Linked DNA regions of Mus musculus: all the other regions are linked to region 7. A link is a contact called in public Hi-C and HiChIP or PLAC-seq data. All regions are on one chromosome and are shown on one strand. Each heading gives the region's core, a stretch centred on a gene start, on an enhancer-like site or on the middle of the called end of the contact. The rest is flanking DNA. Distances are from core to core; before and after follow the strand shown.

What was found. Hi-C and Micro-C count contacts between places; a contact is called where the count stands out from the background. HiChIP or PLAC-seq counts read pairs in DNA pulled down with a chosen protein or histone mark.
Region 1: an H3K4me3 HiChIP or PLAC-seq map of embryonic basal ganglia shows a contact between it and region 7, with 4 times the contacts expected there. The contact joins the enhancer-like site here to the promoter of Robo2 in region 7. A contact is called at or near these places in 1 of 39 promoter capture datasets (cranial neural crest), 2 of 484 Hi-C or Micro-C datasets (both in uterus) and 9 of 115 datasets of contacts at active chromatin or transcription factors (VIP interneurons, embryonic basal ganglia, embryonic forebrain and 5 more).
Region 2: a contact with region 7 is called in an H3K4me3 HiChIP or PLAC-seq map of embryonic limb bud, with 5 times the contacts expected there. The contact joins the enhancer-like site here to the promoter of Robo2 in region 7. A contact is called at or near these places in 8 of 39 promoter capture datasets (the HPC-7 cell line, cranial neural crest, embryonic stem cells and 4 more), 25 of 484 Hi-C or Micro-C datasets (the AML12 cell line, cardiomyocytes, cerebral cortex and 13 more), 9 of 115 datasets of contacts at active chromatin or transcription factors (differentiating embryonic stem cells, embryonic forebrain, embryonic hindbrain and 6 more) and 1 of 9 other capture datasets (embryonic stem cells).
Region 3: a Hi-C map of olfactory sensory neurons shows a contact between it and region 7, with 4 times the contacts expected there. The contact joins the enhancer-like site here to the promoter of Robo2 in region 7. A contact is called at or near these places in 3 of 484 Hi-C or Micro-C datasets (cerebral cortex, cranial neural crest and olfactory sensory neurons), 4 of 115 datasets of contacts at active chromatin or transcription factors (SST interneurons, differentiating embryonic stem cells, embryonic limb bud and 1 more) and 1 of 9 other capture datasets (pancreatic islet).
Region 4: a contact with region 7 is called in a Hi-C map of olfactory sensory neurons, with 7 times the contacts expected there. The contact joins the enhancer-like site here to the promoter of Robo2 in region 7. A contact is called at or near these places in 2 of 484 Hi-C or Micro-C datasets (cranial neural crest and olfactory sensory neurons), 4 of 115 datasets of contacts at active chromatin or transcription factors (differentiating embryonic stem cells, embryonic forebrain, embryonic limb bud and 1 more) and 1 of 9 other capture datasets (pancreatic islet).
Region 5: a Hi-C map of cortical neurons shows a contact between it and region 7, with 2.6 times the contacts expected there. The contact joins the enhancer-like site here to the promoter of Robo2 in region 7. A contact is called at or near these places in 4 of 39 promoter capture datasets (cranial neural crest, hippocampal neurons, maxillary cranial neural crest and 1 more), 5 of 484 Hi-C or Micro-C datasets (cerebral cortex, cortical neurons and forebrain) and 6 of 115 datasets of contacts at active chromatin or transcription factors (a beta-TC-6 cell line, embryonic forebrain, embryonic midbrain and 2 more).
Region 6: a contact with region 7 is called in an H3K27ac HiChIP or PLAC-seq map of VIP interneurons, with 4 times the contacts expected there. The contact joins the enhancer-like site here to the promoter of Robo2 in region 7. A contact is called at or near these places in 7 of 39 promoter capture datasets (frontonasal cranial neural crest, hippocampal neurons, liver and 3 more), 8 of 484 Hi-C or Micro-C datasets (cerebral cortex, cranial neural crest and uterus) and 7 of 115 datasets of contacts at active chromatin or transcription factors (VIP interneurons, craniofacial prominence, embryonic basal ganglia and 4 more).

What each region holds. Positions count from the first base shown.
Region 1 is chr16:73,968,427-73,971,126 of GRCm38.p6, forward strand. It overlaps Robo2 (roundabout guidance receptor 2), which reads right to left. Exons shown (of 28, transcript NM_175549.5): 12 at 2,628-2,700. Among named protein-coding and RNA genes, the nearest start is that of Gm22163, 89 kb to the right of the region's middle. Within about 2 kb of position 1,380, at least 3 of the 459 cell types and tissues checked have an H3K27ac peak or open chromatin away from gene starts, as enhancers often do. A contact at or near this core is called in embryonic basal ganglia, where this site is marked.
Region 2 is chr16:74,794,338-74,797,037 of GRCm38.p6, forward strand. It overlaps a transcript of Robo2 not described here. Among named protein-coding and RNA genes, the nearest start is that of Gm52242, 180 kb to the left of the region's middle. Within about 2 kb of position 1,409, at least 11 of the 459 cell types and tissues checked have an H3K27ac peak or open chromatin away from gene starts, as enhancers often do. A contact at or near this core is called in embryonic limb bud, neural tube and second pharyngeal arch cranial neural crest, where this site is marked.
Region 3 is chr16:74,139,355-74,142,054 of GRCm38.p6, forward strand. The region is part of intron 2 of Robo2 (roundabout guidance receptor 2); the gene reads right to left. Among named protein-coding and RNA genes, the nearest start is that of Gm22163, 82 kb to the left of the region's middle. Within about 2 kb of position 1,322, at least 4 of the 459 cell types and tissues checked have an H3K27ac peak or open chromatin away from gene starts, as enhancers often do. A contact at or near this core is called in olfactory sensory neurons, where this site is marked.
Region 4 is chr16:74,120,835-74,123,534 of GRCm38.p6, forward strand. All of the region lies in intron 2 of Robo2 (roundabout guidance receptor 2), which reads right to left. Among named protein-coding and RNA genes, the nearest start is that of Gm22163, 63 kb to the left of the region's middle. Within about 2 kb of position 1,412, at least 2 of the 459 cell types and tissues checked have an H3K27ac peak or open chromatin away from gene starts, as enhancers often do. A contact at or near this core is called in olfactory sensory neurons, where this site is marked.
Region 5 is chr16:74,004,556-74,007,255 of GRCm38.p6, forward strand. All of the region lies in intron 6 of Robo2 (roundabout guidance receptor 2), which reads right to left. Among named protein-coding and RNA genes, the nearest start is that of Gm22163, 53 kb to the right of the region's middle. Within about 2 kb of position 1,361, at least 6 of the 459 cell types and tissues checked have an H3K27ac peak or open chromatin away from gene starts, as enhancers often do. A contact at or near this core is called in cortical neurons, where this site is marked.
Region 6 is chr16:74,092,361-74,095,060 of GRCm38.p6, forward strand. The region is part of intron 2 of Robo2 (roundabout guidance receptor 2); the gene reads right to left. Among named protein-coding and RNA genes, the nearest start is that of Gm22163, 35 kb to the left of the region's middle. Within about 2 kb of position 1,336, at least 37 of the 459 cell types and tissues checked have an H3K27ac peak or open chromatin away from gene starts, as enhancers often do. A contact at or near this core is called in VIP interneurons, craniofacial prominence, embryonic limb bud and 4 more, where this site is marked.
Region 7 is chr16:74,410,383-74,413,082 of GRCm38.p6, forward strand. Robo2 (roundabout guidance receptor 2) reads right to left here and starts at 1,443. Exons shown (of 28, transcript NM_175549.5): 1 at 470-1,443. The coding sequence starts at 530.

The sequences.
Region 1 (2,700 bases), core at 130-2,629, 440 kb before region 7:
AAAATTAATTCCTTCTGCTCTTTCCTCAGTTTGTATTGCAGCATCCTTTTTTTAAATTTTTTATTACATATTTTCCTCAATTACATTTCCAATGCTATCCCAAAAGTCCCCCATACCCTCCCCCCACTCCCCTACCCACCCATTCCCCCCCTTTTTTTTTGGCCCTGGCGTTCCCCTGTACTGGGGCATATAAAGTTTGTGTGTCCAATGGGCCTCTCTTTCCAGTGATGGCCGACTGGGCCATCTTTTGATACATATGCAGCCTGAGTCAAGAGCTCCGGGGTACTGGTTAGTTCATAATGTAACATTCTTACAGAATTTAGAGGTCTATATCTTAACTGTGATTTCATTGTGCTAATTTTAACTAGGATGTAAGTAATTAGGAGCAACATACTGTAATTTTCTTTTATTTCCCTTTTTACATTCTTGACCTAAGCAACAAAGTAAAATGTGAATTGCTTTAGAGCAAAATGGTCCTTTATCTGAATACTATCAACCTTTGCTGATGTATACAGGTCCTAATGTGATATTCACCTACAAGTATTTAGGAGGTTTAACGAAGAAAATTATTTTCAAAGTAAGTGGTTATTAAAGGAATTGAAAACTCAGACCTTGAAAGCCAATGTGTTCTTTGAAATGAAGTGCTCTGTAGATTTCCAAACAGCTGAATGTGTGACATCACAAATAAATCTGACATTCAGATACAACACATGAGTTCTCCTATGAAATATCTGTTACAAGACTTTAGGTCATCAGATATGTGAAATTTCTCAGTTGGAACAAGCCAGATCTCTGTCTCTGTCTTTATCTCTGTCTCCCTCCCTCCCCCTATACCACACACACACACACACACACACACACACACACACACACACACACACAATTCATTAATCCATTAATCTCTGTTGACCTTTTCACTGAGTCTTATATTCTGAGTCAATATTTCATGCCTGGCACAGTTACTCAGGATCATGAAGGTATGTGAGACTGCATCACAAAGGAACTCCTCTCAACCTTGGTCTTTCTCTACCTCGAACTGCAGCTGTACATCCAACAATGACTGCTATCCCCACAGGTATAGCTAACATACAGTCTAAAATTTCTTGACTTAAAAAAAATCGTATATCTCTTCCATTTCACACTCAGTCATTTAATTTACTCCTTCAATCCAGACACCTTAAAAGTGGTCGCATAGGGATGAGATAAAATGTAACTACTTTCAGGTCTTCAAAGTCTTTGTTGTGCTTTCTCTCTCTCTCTGGAGACAGGTTCTTTACCTACATACCCTTCATCATCATGGAAAATTAAGCACACTATGGCGGAGAGAACAAAAGCAGAGTACCATCCCCTCCTCCCTCAACTGTCATCGTGTCAGCCACGCTCCCATCACGTGGCAACTTTATTTGACTTCATTCCTTTACCGCACCCTTTTCTGTGATAATGGCATGCTAGTCACTACCCCTGAACGACATTGTAATTATAATAATATTTTATGGCTGCATGGTGCCTTTCATAGCATAAAAATACTACTTGAATTATATATCTTTCAAAAGCTCTTGCAAATAAATAATTAATCCTTTCTCTAGAACCCTGTGGGGAGTAGATTGTAACAAACAATGAAGGTCCCATTTTCTATTGTACTATTCCTTCTATTACTAGTAGGGAAGGAAAGGATAATATAGCATTCTGTATAAAACCTGCATAGCAGTGACTTCTGTGTCATGACTTCTAAGCACTCCCCTACTCCTGCCTATAGTAAAGGACAGGTTACAGAAAAGGTGGAGATGAAAATTTCCATTCATTTTAATATTCTATTTGATAGTGGTATATTAGTCAGAAGAATCACCTATGCCAAGAAGAAGGACTTATTTATTCTTTTCTGAAATAAATATCGCTTGAAATAACCAAATATTATATATATGCATATATATATATATACACACACACATATATACTGTGTGTATACATAATATAATTATATATATGTTTTTTGTGTGTATATATGTATGTATATACACACACACCTACACAGACACAGGCACACACACACACACACACACACACACACACACACACACACAAAACACAGTAGTGGTTGTTAAGCATCAGTGCTATACAGTATAGATGCCATAGTAACTCAACTCAGGGCTCTGACCTCCTTTTGTCTTTAGATTTAAGCCTGAAAATGTCTCTCTAATAGATTTATGGTCACTAATACTCGTATTCAAAATCCACACTGGGAGATCCACTTTCCTGGGTGGATTGAGGAATGAAACACAAAAACAGAAAAATAATTCTGACAATGATGTCTGGGCATCTATTTTTCAAGGGTTTATTATTTTTTTCTATTGTGTAATAGAGAAGGGGAAAGGTTTTTTTTTTCACTCAGAGATTCTCATTTACTACACACGTACTTAACTATTTGTTTGCTTTACCTAGAAACTAGCTTTAGTACTCTCAAAGCATACATCATAGCAAGGCAGTCTGAAAACCTTTTCTTCCATGGACAAAATTCAGAGTATCATGTACAGTCTGCATTTACACATTTGTTTTGCTCATGCAATGCCCAAGTTTTAAGTTGATACACCCTACTAAAGCCAGCAATTTTTCACAGCTGCCAAAATTACCTTGTGTGCGTACAGGATCCGACATAGGACTTGGATCACTGAGACCTTGTGGGTTGATCGCTCTGACCATAAA
Region 2 (2,700 bases), core at 159-2,658, 380 kb after region 7:
AGAGAGAGAGAGAGAGAGAGAGAGAGAGAGAGAGAGAGAGAGAGAGTTCAGTTGGCCCAGAGACTCACAAGTATATTTAATGTAGGCTTTCAGAAGATAATAGCCTTACTCCTGTTCCCAATCCATCTTTATCTTTTTAAAAATTCTCCTTGCTTTTCTTGCTGGTTTACTGTTTTTGATAAAGGGTGTCCGTGTATTTTTGGCTGGCTTGAATCCCACTATGTAGACAAGGATGAATGTAAACACCTGATCTTGCACCCAACTTCCAAACCCTGGGATTATGGTTGTGGCCATTATCATTGGTTTATGCCTTGTTGATAGTGGATGCCTCAGCTTCAACCTACTAGACAAACACTATCCTAACCAAGCTACACTCACTGTCCTCTTATTCATTACTAGAAGATGAACATTCTGGTCTTTCAGATAGCCTATGCTATAACCACACACACACACACACACACACACACACACACACACACACACACACACTCACACACTTAACCAAACACAGAAATTCCAGAACTGATAATTCCTGCGGTCCTCAGTCCTCTAGTTATACTTTTTTTTTTCCTATTCACAGAGGAGCACTGAAGTACAAATATAAATAGATTCTGAAAGCAGATATACTTGTTGCCTACATTCTACTGTCATTTCTGAGTACTGTAACATCAGCATATGACGGATTACATTTAATCTATAGCCTCCTCGAGAATGAAACAAGAAAACTGTCAGTACACATTCTGTTAGGTTGCCATGATGATAGACTAAGAACATGCATGTACTAGTTTAGCCTATGTTCCTATCTACCACCAATTTTTTAAAGAACTATGGAAAAATTATAGCCAGAAAACAATTGACTTTATATTATCTCCTTTCCTGTGTTGAGCAAATACTTGAAATACACGTAATAATGAGAGTGTAAGGTTTAATGTAAAGCCCCAGGCTTTATTCCAGTTGTCTGTTCTAACTGTACAGAAGTTGATTGAACTGGGTATACTTGGGGTCTTGTTCATTTTGCTTTGTGATATTTATATTTGCATGAGTATTTTTTTAAATGATAAAGTTTGTAACATTAAAAATTAAACAAATTACCATGGGAACAGTAATAAAGTTTAGTCTAATACCTGAGACTATTAAGCATTCAATTACTGCTAGCCTATATTGTTAACTGCCTCAGCATCTCTCGTCCACATGAGACCGCTCTGTCCAGCTGTGGATACAGTTTAATGGGATGCATGGATTTACTTCCAAAACAATGTCAGCTCGTGAGTGTCAAGTGGAGAGAAACAGGACTCTATTATACTTGTGGGGTAGGATGGGTGGAAATGGATTACGTGGCCACAACAAGTATTAATTATGGCAAGGCTTCAGTTACTCCTGAGGGGAGGTCAGCACACGTGGGAATATGGGTTAGTGATCAGGGGAAGATGGAAACACATTTATGCAGCTGGTGACACTTTGTGGGTGGCTATAGTTATAATATATGGAGAGTCAGGCTAGTGGATGGGAGGGGTGTTTCAGGGAGGGAGCCAGGACAATATAGGCTATAAGCAAATGTTCTAAGAAAAGTCAGGGGTGATTAAGGGGAGGAGGACTCAGACACATGGAAATCTAATTTTAATGCCAAACTTTTTTGTTTATGTTGATTTTATAACTTCTCTTGAATTCAATGGAATGTTTGCCATGCAAGGACTTGATTTCCAAGTGTGGGTAATTCCAGCTACTGAGGGGGTTTTCCTGCTTAAGCTAAAGGAATGTGTTTGTGGTTTCTGTAGCCCTGGGAAGCAGAGGTTACAGCTTCAATAATGTGGATGGCAGCTGCCATTATTGACCTTAATGGAAAAGAACAGAGGAAAAGTGTTGTTAGCCAAAGATAAGGTGAGTGGTGTCACATGTAGTTTTTAATATTTAATGAATCTATATGGGGACAATCCATTATGTGACAATTTAATTATATGACAAAAAGTTTGATAAATAATATTGTGGTAGGACATCTAATTCATTATTTAACAAAGAAATCAATACTTTATAAATCACAGCTCTCCACAGATGTTTGTCCCCCACCCCCCAAGTGTGTAAAAACCGTATTCAGAATCCTTATGTAATTTATTTTCCAGTCAGGACAAGTTTGAATGGAAGTTTAATTGGGCCCTGGACAGCCATAAATTCTATTTACCTTGTTTTTAACCATTAAATGGAAAGGCTTTCATTACAAGTACTTTTCAGGGGTCCTGTACTGAATGCAGAGAACATTTTTTGTAAGATTTGTTTTAAGAGCTGGAGGAAGGAGTGGCCGTAAATTATGCATCAAGGTATAACAAAGCACTCGAGTCACACAAAGCATCATAACACACTTTCCTTCCCTATGTTGAACTCCAGGGTGCTAAGATGATATTTTTGTAGTTTACTATTTCTTGCCCCTCTTATACATGTAACTGTTGGGCAGGCTGCACATTTCTTTATGCAGGCTCTTTGAGCAGGCTTATTTCATTATTTCTACATTACATAAACATAGGAGAAGACAATTTCTTCCTAATTTAAATATTTGAAATCTTGGTGATATTCTTCTAGTATGTAACATAAATACAAGTAGAATGTCATAGTATTATCTATTTTCATATACTATGCTGTGACTTTATTTATAATTTAATCGAGGGCCTGTTTTTTTTTGGGGGGTGGAATTGCTACATTGTTACTTAA
Region 3 (2,700 bases), core at 72-2,571, 270 kb before region 7:
ACATTCTGTTTGTCACAATGTCTTATATTCTTCAGTAATACATGTTTCAGCTACCTACACATGCACTGTATCTAGGCTAGGGGTGTTCTCTTGAGTGTCTGAATTTATTCAACAAATCTCTTCCCTCTGAGGGACTTTATATCTATACAGGACTATTTTAACAACACGTAGTTTAAATCTACTGCTTTTTCTTAAAGAGTTTTCTTGGTCTCAGATAATTAAAGTTCTTTGGTTTTTTTCGTCCTCTGCCTTTTTCTAAAGACTTTTCATATATATTTTCCATAATTCAAATGCAGTAAAATTAAGTCCATGGATTCAATGCAAGGTGGTGAATTAACATAGGAATAAATCAGATGGAACCTGAAGTGACATCAAGAGAATAAAAAGCAGAGCCTGCAATCCTCCAACCTAGGACATGTGTCCTCAGTGCCTATGTATATGCTATTCCAGGTAGACATGGAAAAACTTGTAGCTCTTTCAGTATATATATGCACAGGACCAACAAGCACCTGTTCGGGAAACAGAAGACTATTCTTGTCACTGCCCCATGAGAGATCATTCTTTTGGGAGTGTTCCCATGGGGCCATGCAGACAACAACATCCTCAAAAAAAATTCTAACAGTAAATAAAGTAATGAGTTTCTTTGGGCTGTTTCTTCTAATGATCCTCAATGTGCCCCAAGGGTGTGCTTCCCAAGTCGAGTTCTGTAAAAACAACTCAGGGCAAGCAGTTACATGTGAAGTGGTAGTAGGCACAGCCAGTAATTAATGGTATTCATTTACACATTTAGAGTATGATCCACAAAGAGATTTTATAATACCTAGAGAAAAAGGCCCTAACTTCTGAGTAGAAGTAATCATACTTGATTCTTTTACAGGTTCTTTGAATAAAGAGATATTTTAAAAGCACACCACAGAATTCAACATCAAAGATCATCTGTCTATTTATGATTTTGTTTCAGAAATGTCATTATTTATTCAGATAAGATGAATGTGCATGAAAATAAATGTGCTATTATGCTAGCCATATTTCTGTGACTGAAACCAATAGCTGGATGATCAACTTATAGAGAGAGGAAGTTTGGGTAGGCACACAGTCTGAAAGTTTTAGACCAAAATTGGTTGTCATATTGCTCTTGGTCTTATAGTGAAGAACTACATGGTGGTGGCATAAAATGGGACAAATTTATGACCTAATAGCTGTGGTGAAAAACAGTAAATGAATAGCAGGATTCCACAGCCACCTTTGGAGGCTTTAACCACAATAACTGAAGGATGGAGCCCTCATGGGAAACTGTGTCTTAATTTTGTCCTCCTGATCCCAAGAGCACTAAGTATGGGACTAAGCCTCTAGGAAGTAGGTTTTCAGGACACAGTCTCAGTCTTAGTCACAGTACCTGTGCTATGTCTGGTTTTCATGCATCTTCAATCTCACTCAGTCACTCCTTCTCTTCTGCCATTTTTTTAAAGTAGGAAGTATTATTTACATCTTTAATACCATTACCATAGATGTCTGTGTATATACTCTGCAGGACTATGACATCTGAGGCGGTTGATGGCCAGAGGATATTCTTAGAGGAGAGACTGCAAGTTTTTAAGTATGATCGAAGTCCAGGGATCATAAAAGTTATTTCTTTTTTTTTTCTAGCAGCAACAAAATAGAATATTGATAAGGCTCTGTGACAAGCTTGAGCCAGTTATGATTTGTTTCTTCATTAGAGTATTTAAACAAACCACTCTGAAAAGAAGTCTACTCTGAGAGTTAACGAAACAAAAGCAATGATCTAGATTAATAGGTCTCTTGAGATAAATAGAAACTACTTAAAGAATTTTTGTGAGGAATCATATGCAAATCGATTCAGGCAAGCAAATTCATCTTAGACATTTTCCTCATCTAGCTGTATGGCCACCTTCACAAAGAAAGCACATTCCCCACACAGAACGCCTAGACTAGAGGACCCCGAAAATGTCAGCCACAGAAAGATACATACCCGATGGAGCTTTGATGGCTGGTGCTCCAACAACATGGAGGATAATCTCTCAAATAAGTTATAGGCAAAAATCAAGACTATTAAAGGCAGATGTAAGAGTTTTCAGCAATTCTGGTAATTCTCAGCCTTGACCACTCTTCTGTTTCCCCATAAAAATAGTGTAAGCCCTGAGGAGATGGGCCAATGAATTAAGCAGATGCCTTGCAAGGCGGATCACTACAGGCAGGACATGTGGGCTTCAAAGGAAGCTGGGTTGCTAGCTTCCAAGCTCTGGATTCAAATCAGCGGCCCTATCTCGATGTATAAAGTGGGGAGTGCTTGAGAAAGATGCTTAACTCTGGCCTACACAATCATACAGAGGCACACATGTCCCTATAATTGCAGATATTTGGGGATGCATCTGCATGAGAACAAATATACGCATGTACACCACAGACATGCAAAATGAAAGAATACCATTTTATATATATATATATATATATATATATATATATATATATGTTAGTCAACATGAGTGAGGTTTTAATAAATTAGGTCTACCATAAGTTTCTTAGCATATTTCTGCTATTAGTGTATATTTTCGTTCTCTCAGCTGTGTAGTATGTGTCTTTTGTAGATGCTGCTACTCTGCTATTGAGAGTCATGATTCTCATCAGCCAACACTTCTCTTCTTTGCATGTAACCTACCATCAGATACTCACAGAATTCAT
Region 4 (2,700 bases), core at 162-2,661, 290 kb before region 7:
TATGCTCAGTAAGGTAAGGCAGAGGAGTCACTGAGGATCCCTCCCATAGCATGGGAGGAATCACCCCTCCCATGGCGGTCTACTTACACCCTCCACTTTGTATCTCCTTTGCTCTCAACAGGTTTCCTCTTTTTCTTTCCTTACTTTAGTTGCTAATTAGTTTGTTTTTGGTTTTATGTACTTTTGTCTGTAGAGAGAGTTATGCTCTATAGCCCAGGCATCCTCAGAGCCTTAGGTCCTCCTGTGTCACTTTCCCAAGTGGTGGTTTGATAGGTATAAGTCACTATACCTGGATTTTCATCACATTTAACATCTTGACTCCACATATGAAAAACATATATGGTACGTGACTTTCTGTATCTGGCTTATTTTCCCAACTGATGATTTTTCCTTCCCTCAAATGACCTCACTTTGTCCAACTCTAAGGATGAATAGACCCTATTGTATGTCAGTGCCACATTTAGTTTCACCATACATCTGTTCTTGGCAAAATTTGTTTAATCTATAATTTGGCTGTAGTGAATCGGCTCATAACAAACATAGAGCTAAAGGTAAAACAAACAAAAACCTTATTCTTTTTTATATATGTACATTTGGAACCATAGTTTATCTTATGTTTAACAATAAAAATAAAGATATGATTTTCTGAAATAATAGGGTAAGTAGAAATTGTATCATATATATGTATATATGTATATATATATATATATATATATATATATATATGTATGTATATATGTATATATATGCTTAGTAAGTAAAAAAGAATTAAACTTAGGCTTTAGTTCTTAATAACAATGAGGAAATAATTTGGTTGGCATTTTTGCCTGAATACAGTATGATTCATTTCAGGAAGAGATGTCATTTAAGTTAAAAAACTTCAGGCAAGTAGAATTGTATTAATTGGATGACAGAAATGGCTTATTGTTATGTGAAAAATTGGCGACTTTGGTATTCAAAGGCAAGGTATGTCTGCAGATGTTAAGGTAGATTATTGATGGCTATCTCTGAAGGAACTAACTGCCCTATGGGAGGTGGTACAGTGAAAGAGTTGTAAGCGTATAGATCATTTAACTTCAGTAAGACAAACACAATTAAGCTGTGGGCTTTTCCAAGGACATGCAGGAGGAACGTGTAGCTAGCAACAGGGGAACAGGGGAAGATTCTGCTGGGAATTGATACAAGTGCTCCAGAGCCTGAGCAGGTGGGCTCCTTTAATACAGACTTAATGGCTTAACTCTGATGCAAATCACGAGGAATTTAGCTTGTGCAAAACTATTACAAAACAGAAGTTAAATTATGTCTATTATATTGTTTGTCTTATACATTAGCATAGATAACACAATCTGCTGTCAGTGGCTGTAGGAAAGAGTCTCTGGGGGGAAGAACTGCATCAGTAAAGCTCCTTTCAAAGGGATGCTAAGGAGCCTTTTAGCTCCTTGGAGATGTCAGCTACAGCTGGTGGTTTAGTCCTTCAGGACACCTACCACTAAGTGATCTTAGCTATGACTGAACTGACCAAGAAAGTCAGTGCTGCCACAGATTTTGTTTCTTTGTTTTGTTATTATTATCATTGTTTGCTTTGAGATGGGATCTCGCTATGTGACAGGGCTGGTCTCAGATTTAGAGAGATCCTCCTATCTCTGCTTTCCAAGTACCAGCATTCTTTAACGCATGCGCCACTATGGACTACCATTGTAGTATCGCCAGTTGTGCATGGTACAAGACTTCATGGATATGAGTCCCGAGAAGCTGCAGGAAACAGGTAGAGCTACTTTTCAGTCAATGCTGCATTGTAGATAAATGCTTGGAAGTGCATTTCCTGCAAATATGCATTCCTACTCAGGCCTCCAAATGCAAGCCTTAATCTAGGCTTCTAGGTTGACCAAGGAAGGAGGGTTGCAAATCCTGCCAGCCTGGGTTATGGATTGAGTTAAAAAAAAATGGACCTGAGGAACTTAGTCAGACTGTCTCACCCATCACGCAAAATCTCAAAAACACTAGAAGTAATTAATATGTTAACAATAAAATATTCAACTTACTGCAGTATGTATTAATATTTTAAACAATAAAATATTCAACTTACTGCAGTGCGTGTTTTAAAATATTAGGTCAAACACATAAAAGTAATAACAATAAATAAATTGAGTGTTAGGACAAACAGAAAATCTCCACACTTAAAGGCTTCATAGTTCTGATGATACCAGAAAGTGCATAGATTCTATATGCATGGATAGATGAAAATTCTTCTATGGAATACAATAGACCCTGAAAAGCTAACAGCACCTTAATAAAAACAAGTTGCTTAGAGTGTAACCTACTGCATTTTAGGCACAGAGTCCTTTTTAAGCATAATGTATTTCTTCTGAAAAATCACTCCCTTCTCTTTGTTAAAACTGTTCTGGTCCGTCCAGTTCTGTAGTACACTCTTCATTCCAACCCAGATTTCTAGACTTCTATGTTTCCTACAAGGCACTTCTTAATAGAAAGAGTTATCAGTTTATCCACATATATCTCCCAGCATTCCCAGCTTCTTCGGTGTAAGGCAGCTGCAGGGTCAATCCTGGGAAGAGGGGGTGAGAGTGCCAAGTGGAGATTTAGACAGGGACAAAGAAGGATGGATGAGCCTCTTCTAGTCATTGGATAAACCGTAGTTGTGAAATTTCTCCTTGTAGAGAGGATCGTTGTCAACCACTTCTC
Region 5 (2,700 bases), core at 111-2,610, 410 kb before region 7:
AACTCCCCTTCATTATAAAAGCTTAAAAGGACCTCTCGCCCACATTCTGAGAATTGTGGATGAAGGTGTTATGTCATAATTTCAAAAGCAATTTGTTCTTGTTTGGCAATTTACATAGTGTGACTTACACAGCTGAAGTTATTTCAGTGTTAGAAGTAATACATGATTGCATTGCTTCCTTAAATTACTCTCTGCAAAGATAACGTTTCTCATGAACACTATTGAAATTTGTAAGACATAAACAATACTTTTTATGTAAGCTATCAATATTTTAAAAAGTGAAAAAAGCGGGCTTCAGTAATAGTTAATTTAAAAAAAACACTGCCAATAGGAACACATAGCTTTTTAGTGCTATGTACAGAAAACATAGCACTTGCAAGTAAGAGATGACCCCCTTAGGTCACCTGAGTAACAGTTCTTCTGAGGGAGACGGAAGGCTGAGAATCAAAACATAGATCTTGCAAAACACACTCAAGACATCTTTAGGAGATATTTCAAGTGGAAGTGTAAGACCTATGAGATTCCTAATTTTAAAAGTTATTGAAATAGTTAGCATATTAAGTGATGTGTAAATACTAAATCCCAAGCTTGACTGCAACATGAAAGGATTGGAAATATTTGACATCTTAGACTCCAAATCATGTATGTGTTGTAATTATCTCCAAATAGAATTTTTTTGGTCTTTTGATTGTTTGTTAAATTCAAGAAAAAATTATTTGGTCATCCAATAATTAAAATTTACTCTAACATATAAGCAGAACTAGCTAATGTGTGGATAAGTCCATAAGGATTTTTGTTTAAAATGGAGGCTTTTTTCATTCTTCTTCAAAAGTTTTGTGTGTGTGTGTGTGTGTGTGTGTGTGTGTGTATGTATGTTGTTTTTTTGCATGTATGGTACTTCTTCGAGTATGTACAGTGACCATGGATGCCAGAAATGGATGTGGGATCAGCATGAATTGTAATTACAGATGGTTATGAGTCGCCATGTGTATGCTGCAAGAGCAGCAAGTGCTCTGAACTACTGAGACATTTCTCAAGCACTGTTTCTTTAAAATTAAATCATTTAATATGGGTGTTTGTGCAATAACATGTAATTCTCAATTACTTATAAATAGTTGCATTAACACGTTCTATCAAAATGTTGAAAACATTGTGTGTGTGTGCATGTGTGTGTGTGTGTGTGTGTGTGTGTGTGTGTGTGTGTGTGTGACTAAATTGGTAAATGATTAAAGATTTCTGTGAAGTTATATAGGGTGTTTGTAATTCATGATTTCCAAAAGTTTCACCTGATCCACTCAGCTTTTCCTACTATAACTGAGGCAATCAGCAGCTAGCATATGGTACATAAGACACAAAACGGAAGAGAGCTCAACTTCACAGGCGAGGCAGCTGGTAGATTTGACAGTTCTTTTCCAAATTGCTCATCGTGTTTTGAATTATTGCTAAGAAAAAAAATGTGTTGCCCATCTCCAAAATAGATGTTCATTTTTATTTTTATGCTGGAGAAAGACTTCTAATGGGAAAATAAACCAGATGGTTATAGGAAAGGAGGTAGGTTTCCTATTGAGATCATTTTCATATTGTCAGAAGACATTTCCAAGTAAACAAATAAATACTTCACTATTCATAGCCAGCTTTGCCCTCAGATGCACTTTTGCTCTCCGTATGAGTCTTGCCTTAGGAACAGTGTCAAAAATAAGGCAGAATGGTTTGGTGAATTCATTATCAAAGAAACATTGATCTAGATTTTGTGCTAACCCCAAATATAACAGATAAGAGGACTCATTCTGAGGCATTGGCGACATTCCAAATGACTAAGTGTAATATGGTAAATCTTTTTCTCTAGTGAGAAGTGTGCAATTGATGAAATTCAAAATACTTTCTACAACCCATATCTAATCAAACTTATATAGAATCTCAAAATGCAGCAATGCATGCGTACAATTCCAATTGTGATTTGCATGGTGAAATAATCTTGTTGTCACTTTAAAACTCAATTGGCTCTCCTAAGTCATCTTTGGACAGATTCTCACTCGTAAGTTCTCAATGATTCCAAATTGGGCTTCCCTGAAGAACACAAAGAAGCTTCATTTGGAATAACAGAGTGATTGTTTTCTGAAGTCTTACGTGTGTCTGAATTTGAAGTTGATTCTTACTTTCCCTTAAAATCCTTTATTAGAAGAATCCAGGCACTTTTCTCTAGACTATGTGTTTATTTGAAAATATATTCCCCTATTTGTATTAGAATTAGAACATAATTTTCTCCTCTCTGTATGATATTTGTTTTAGAATACTCTTTATGCAATCTCTAAGATCCTCAAAGTTGTGAAATACTTGTTTTGGACTCCATTAACACATTTGAATAATAATGAGTTTTCAATGATGCATGTAATTCATTATTTCAGTTGTTGTGTGCCTTTGAGCATTATTCTAAAAGTTTGAATGTCTATATTTAATATATTGAAAGCCATTGTAAGAGCTAATGCAGTGTCGTGGCAGTCTAATCTCATCATTGTGAGCCTTTTCTTTACTAATCCAATGAAAATGTATCTAACTTTCAATTTCCCAAGTTCATAGCAGTTGTCACATTTGAAGTATAGCTCTTCATACTTCTGAGCACTGCCGTAAGTCACTCAAGACAGATTTATGAAATGACAGACTTTCTCAGATAAAGTATAATGTGTCAAAAAGCTATTCTTT
Region 6 (2,700 bases), core at 86-2,585, 320 kb before region 7:
TTTCAACATCACACTGCCATGTGGGTCCCCCTCAAAAGAAGTTTCTGAATTTTGATTAGGATATTTTCTTTGTTAAGGAATTAATCTAATGTTACCATGGATACAAGAAAGAAAACAACAGCAACAAAACAAATATTCTTCATTATGCACATTCCCTCCACCCCAGAAATTACTTAGTACAAAAACCAATGTAACTCATCATTTCGAGGATTGAGAAGAATAATTTTCCTAACTATGCATTAATGTTGTCAGCATTTATTATCATTTTATTTTAGTTATGTTGTTTTCATTGCCCTTAATCCTCCCTATTCATTACATTCTTTTTATTTTAGGTTTAAGTCATAAATTCAGTGTCCCTTAAACAAAGTGAAGATGCCAAAGAAATGAATTCGTTCTTCCAACTGCCTCAACTGACCTCAGCCTGAATATGTACCTCGCAAGCTCATTACACTTGCTTCCCTCCTGGTGAACAGCAGTGGGCTATGCATGGAGCTAAGCACCAGCAAGTGATATTCAAGTTTACATTTTTTTCTGTTATTGAGAGGGACTATCAAATCCCTTTTGCTCTTTCCCAAACCAAACAGTATCTACCTCTACCTCTACTCTCAATAGCCGGAGCTCTTGACACATCCTGATTAGACTTCTCAGGCCAGGGCACAGGGCAACTAATAATTCTTATTCTTTACCATGGTTCTTCTCTTACACACACACCAGCAAATTAATCGTTTTAAAACACATACATACTTATGCCACCCTTAACACTGCCAGGACAGTGCTCCATGTTGCTTGTGATAATTTTCACTCAAAAGTGGCCCCTCATCTACCTGCTCAGACTGAACTCCCTCCTCTCGGGAGCTGTCAGCAGTTTTGAAGCTTTAGTTTTGTATCCCGTACATCTAAGGCAAAGTTGTCTAAGGCAGAGCTGAACATTCCGTCTTCCCTCCACTCCACCACTGTTTGTTTCTCTAAATCAGCACTTTTAAACATCTGACACTAATTACTGTAATGCAAAACACATGCTGTGAGCATTCCTAGATGGCCTTGGCGCTAACAATTCTCTCTCATTAGAAGATTGCAAATGGGATGACCGGATCTTGATTTTTATCTAGAAAATACAGTCTACGTACCTCTGAGCATGTCCTACTAGATAGGGAGCTCCCTGAAACCAAGGGTGGGGCCCTCATGTCCATGAGCAAACACATCTTCATTGTTCCATTAAATCAGACTGGAAAAGGGGACTCTTTATTTGTACAAACTGGCTATAAAAGGAGCCACATGTAAAAGATTAGCTGAGACCTCAACCCTGTCTGGAAATCTGTTCCCTTTCAGCACATTTCACTGTTCTTCTACTAAACAATGTGAGCTAGTGTGCCTATTTAAAGGGGTGGGGAGGGGGGAGAAATGTGACTGTGAGAATAAAACCAAACAAACACATTGTGAGGTGCAGATGACAAAGACCAAAGATATTTCTTACTCATGGGCCACTGTCTACATCCTGCAACAGTCTCCCTGTGCCTAAATCACCTTCGCCCCTGTTTCTAGCTGGAATCCTCAACTCCACTCAAGCATTTTCCTGCAACATTTTTTCCCTTCTCTGTTGTGTGTTAGATGACTCCCGTAAGCATATTGGCAAGCTTTATGAGCCTCATTTAAGATGAAACCAAATCCATGTTATTGTCCTCCTGTCCCTTTCCAGATAATCTCTCTTTGTTCCCTGGCCTACAGGAAACTAGAAATGCTATTATTGCTTGCTATCTCTAATTTTTCGTTTCTATTTTCTCTTAAACCTTGGGTAATAAAGACTTTCCCCTTTCTACTCCAACAAAATTGCCTTCATAACAGAGTCCAGAGGTCTCCATATTACTGTTTCCAGTGGTCATTTCATATTGGTAGCATCTGATGAACTGGAACTTGAAATATACACTGCTCATGCCCTAAAAATGATACCTTCCTTCTATTTGGCTGCCTACCATTAATGTTTTAAATGTAGTCTTTGCTAGGTTTTCATCATATCAATGATGTAACTTTAGGATGTCTGCTTCCTGTATGTATCATCCTGTGTACTCTTATCAAATATCACAAGCTTAGTACAGATTTCCTAAGATTTCAAGTTAACTTTGTGGAAGCTCATGTCTTCTACCACCTACCTGGTGTCAATAGTGTGAAATATTAAATAAAAGATCCACACTTGACCTAGTCAAAATACCTGATAACTTTCATAGTCTTTAAATGTAGAAGATCATGAATATTTTTTCCAGCTAGACATGAACTTTTGAGTTTTTCTACTCCTTCTTTCTCAATAACTTCACATAAAATGATCCAGTGCAGATGATACTAGTTTTTAAATGTATCAGGTCTAGGCAGGTCTTACAAGATCTCCTGCCTCATGGATCAAGTGAAACCATCTCCATGTCTTGTCACCATGTTGGAAGCACTCACTTCAGTGTAGAACATGTTCTTCACAAATTCCGAATGGATTCACATTGCTAAGTGCATGTGTAGACACATTGGCTGACTTTCACTCAATTTCCTTACTCTCACTCAACTCATCCTATGCCTGAGCCCTGTCCTCATCTGCTTGGAACCATTTATCTTCCTTCTTCCATTGTCCTAGAACACTCTTTTTCCCACCCCCGCATTCATTACCAAATAGTTAAATTTAATTTTAATTCTCATCCCTAAATTTTCATCGTTTTAAGA
Region 7 (2,700 bases), core at 193-2,692:
TTCTCTCTGTGATCTAAATCCTTCATTCTGATTTCGCGCTGGGATAGCATTCATTCACACACAGGTGATACACTTTGAACCTAGAGATACCCTTATCAAATCCTCACTAAATGCCCCTCCAAGTATCGCCTACTATAGTTCTGCAGTTGAATGCCTAAGCCAAAGTTTAGATACCAGAACAAATACCAAAGAGAGAGAGTAGTCACAACCATTCGGGGTTCTCTCTTAGCATTGTTTTTTAATAGTTACTCTTCTAAGCTGGGAGCCCATCACTTACTGCTAAACGCCTCAATTAATGAATCACAATAACAGTAACAATAAGGTGTTCCACTAGCATCAGGTTAGAAACAAAAGGCATAGAACCTCTAGCCCTGAAGAGCTTGTGCCTCGCCAAACATACTCCCAACTACACTGTCATTTTCTTTAGAAGGCACAACAATCTCAGAGAAAAAGGGGTGCTTTAACTCACCATCAATCTGAATGCAGAGAAATCCAAAGAGCAATAATAGTGTAAACATCAGAGGATTCATTTTGACATATGAAAAAGGATCCAGGTTGTTTAAGAAACCAATCCCAGAGAGCAGAAGTACAAAAATAAGTATCAAAAAAAGAGGTAGGTCCGAAGTTTAGACTTTCCTAGAGATTAATTAAGGTCAAGAAGAGCAAAATGGCAACATCGGAAGCTGTTGGTGAAGAGGTCTGTCACGGGACGCGTTAGGTGCCATCCGAATGAACCCAGGGGACTTCAGAGACGTTGCACTTCCACAGGCTGTCTTTCTAAATTCCCACAAATTCAGCCCAGCTGGCGGGACTATTCACGTGCGTCTAGCCCTGTCTCCTTAGACTCCATTGCAATCCAAACACAACTTCTTTCTTCGGAAGTCAAGAAGATGATGGGGGTACAAAAAAGACCTAATTCCTAGAAAGTGTTCCACAAACTTGCCAAAGCGCTGCGAAGCAACCATTGACCTGCCCACCGGGTTTTTCTCCCCTTGGTTTCCTCCGTAGCAGCACCACTTCGCGGAGTTTTGTTTTGTGTGGTTCTGTTTTCACTTAACTTCCATCCTAAGGATGTGTCAAAGCAGCACTTTGTGAGCCGGCCCTCTCCTCCGCAGCCTGGTCGCCTCCCTCGGAGTCTCTGGTTTCCAAAAGGAAGGAAAAGGGGAAGGCAGGACGGCTTGGGTGGAGAATGGGAACTCCTACGTGGTGAGGGAGCGAGGAGGAGGGCGAGGAGAAGAAGCAAGGGAAGAGGGAGGGGCTGAGCTGAGGCCGCGGCCACCCGGGAGGGGCCGCCCCGGAGAGATCTAGCGTCCAGCTGCTGCTGGCGAGCACCGCCAGATCTAGGAGCTCCGGACCTGGGAGCCCTGAGGATGCTCACGCGTGGTCCAGCCTCCGGGAGTAGTGCTGCCTCCAGCCTCTTTCGGGACAGTCACCGCTTCAGAGGCGGAGGCTGCGCTGCGACCGCCTCCTCCAGCAGCTGCTGGGGGCTGGAAGGACTTGGAGGAGGGAAGGCGAGGAAGCAGGAGAGGAGGGGAGGAAAGAGCTGCTCCCAGTATATCCCCGGGAGGGGTTGAAGGATGGAGGGGTGTACGCGGATCTCCACCTCCACCCGATCACTGTCCCGTGCAGGGGGAGACAGCCCTCCCCGGGGTCCGCGGAGCAAGGGTAACCAGGCAAGCGAATAAGTCTTGGGGGGACAGAAATAAACCAATGTGGAACCGCTGCGGGCTCGCTAGGACTGCCATCAACTCTTTCCCATTCTGGGAGCCTCCTGGGCGTCCCCCTCCCTCCCTCCTCTGGAGGGGTGAGGTGGGCTTCCAGCCTCCTGCTCTTCACGCGGCCCGTTTAATGGGCAGGTAATTTTCTCGGTGAGTGATTTCATGGAAGCCCTTCCTAATTATTCATCGCTCCGTCTGCTGGAGCTGCACAAGAGCTTTTCTAGAAAAAAAAAATGATCTTCCAGGACCCCGGGCACAGCCTCATTACCTGTTAAAATCACCACACACACACACACACACACACACACACACACACACACACACACATACACACACACACACACACACACACAGAGTTCACCTTTTACCAGAAAGAAGCTGGCCAACAGGGAGAGCAGGGGAGTGAAAGAAGTATCTATTGGAGTAGAAAGGTTTTGTGTACATACACCCTCTGTGGTTGTAAGTGAACTTGCCCACCCCCCACCGCACCACACACAAAACCAACTATGTGGATGTAGGGGAGGGGTATCTCTAATCTCGGCCAGCTTGTTTTAGCCAAGATCTATGGCTAACTACGGAATCCCCAAGAGAAAATAGGGGGAGGACTGGCATCGGGCTAATGTTGCTCAGTTGCCTCCTGACCTCTCAACACTCACGGACTATAATTCGGGACCTTGTGATAAATGAGTCCTGCAGAAGACTCTGGGAATGGAGGAGGTCGAGGATCAAAAGACTTGAGGAAGTGGTTTTCTAGAGCCTTCGCTCTTTTTAGGACCTCTAAAAGAGAATTAGGAAAAGCAGCCTCTGATTTAGGAACGCTGATAACCCAACTAGGCTAACATGAGCTGGAGCGGAATTTCTGCCCAAGCACGATAAAAGGGAATACAGTCCAAGCAAAAACTACCGAATAGATGCTATTAGGGCTGGGCACAGTTAGAGAAGGCCACTTTCAATCCGATTCCTGCCACTGTCTAAGGTGCCC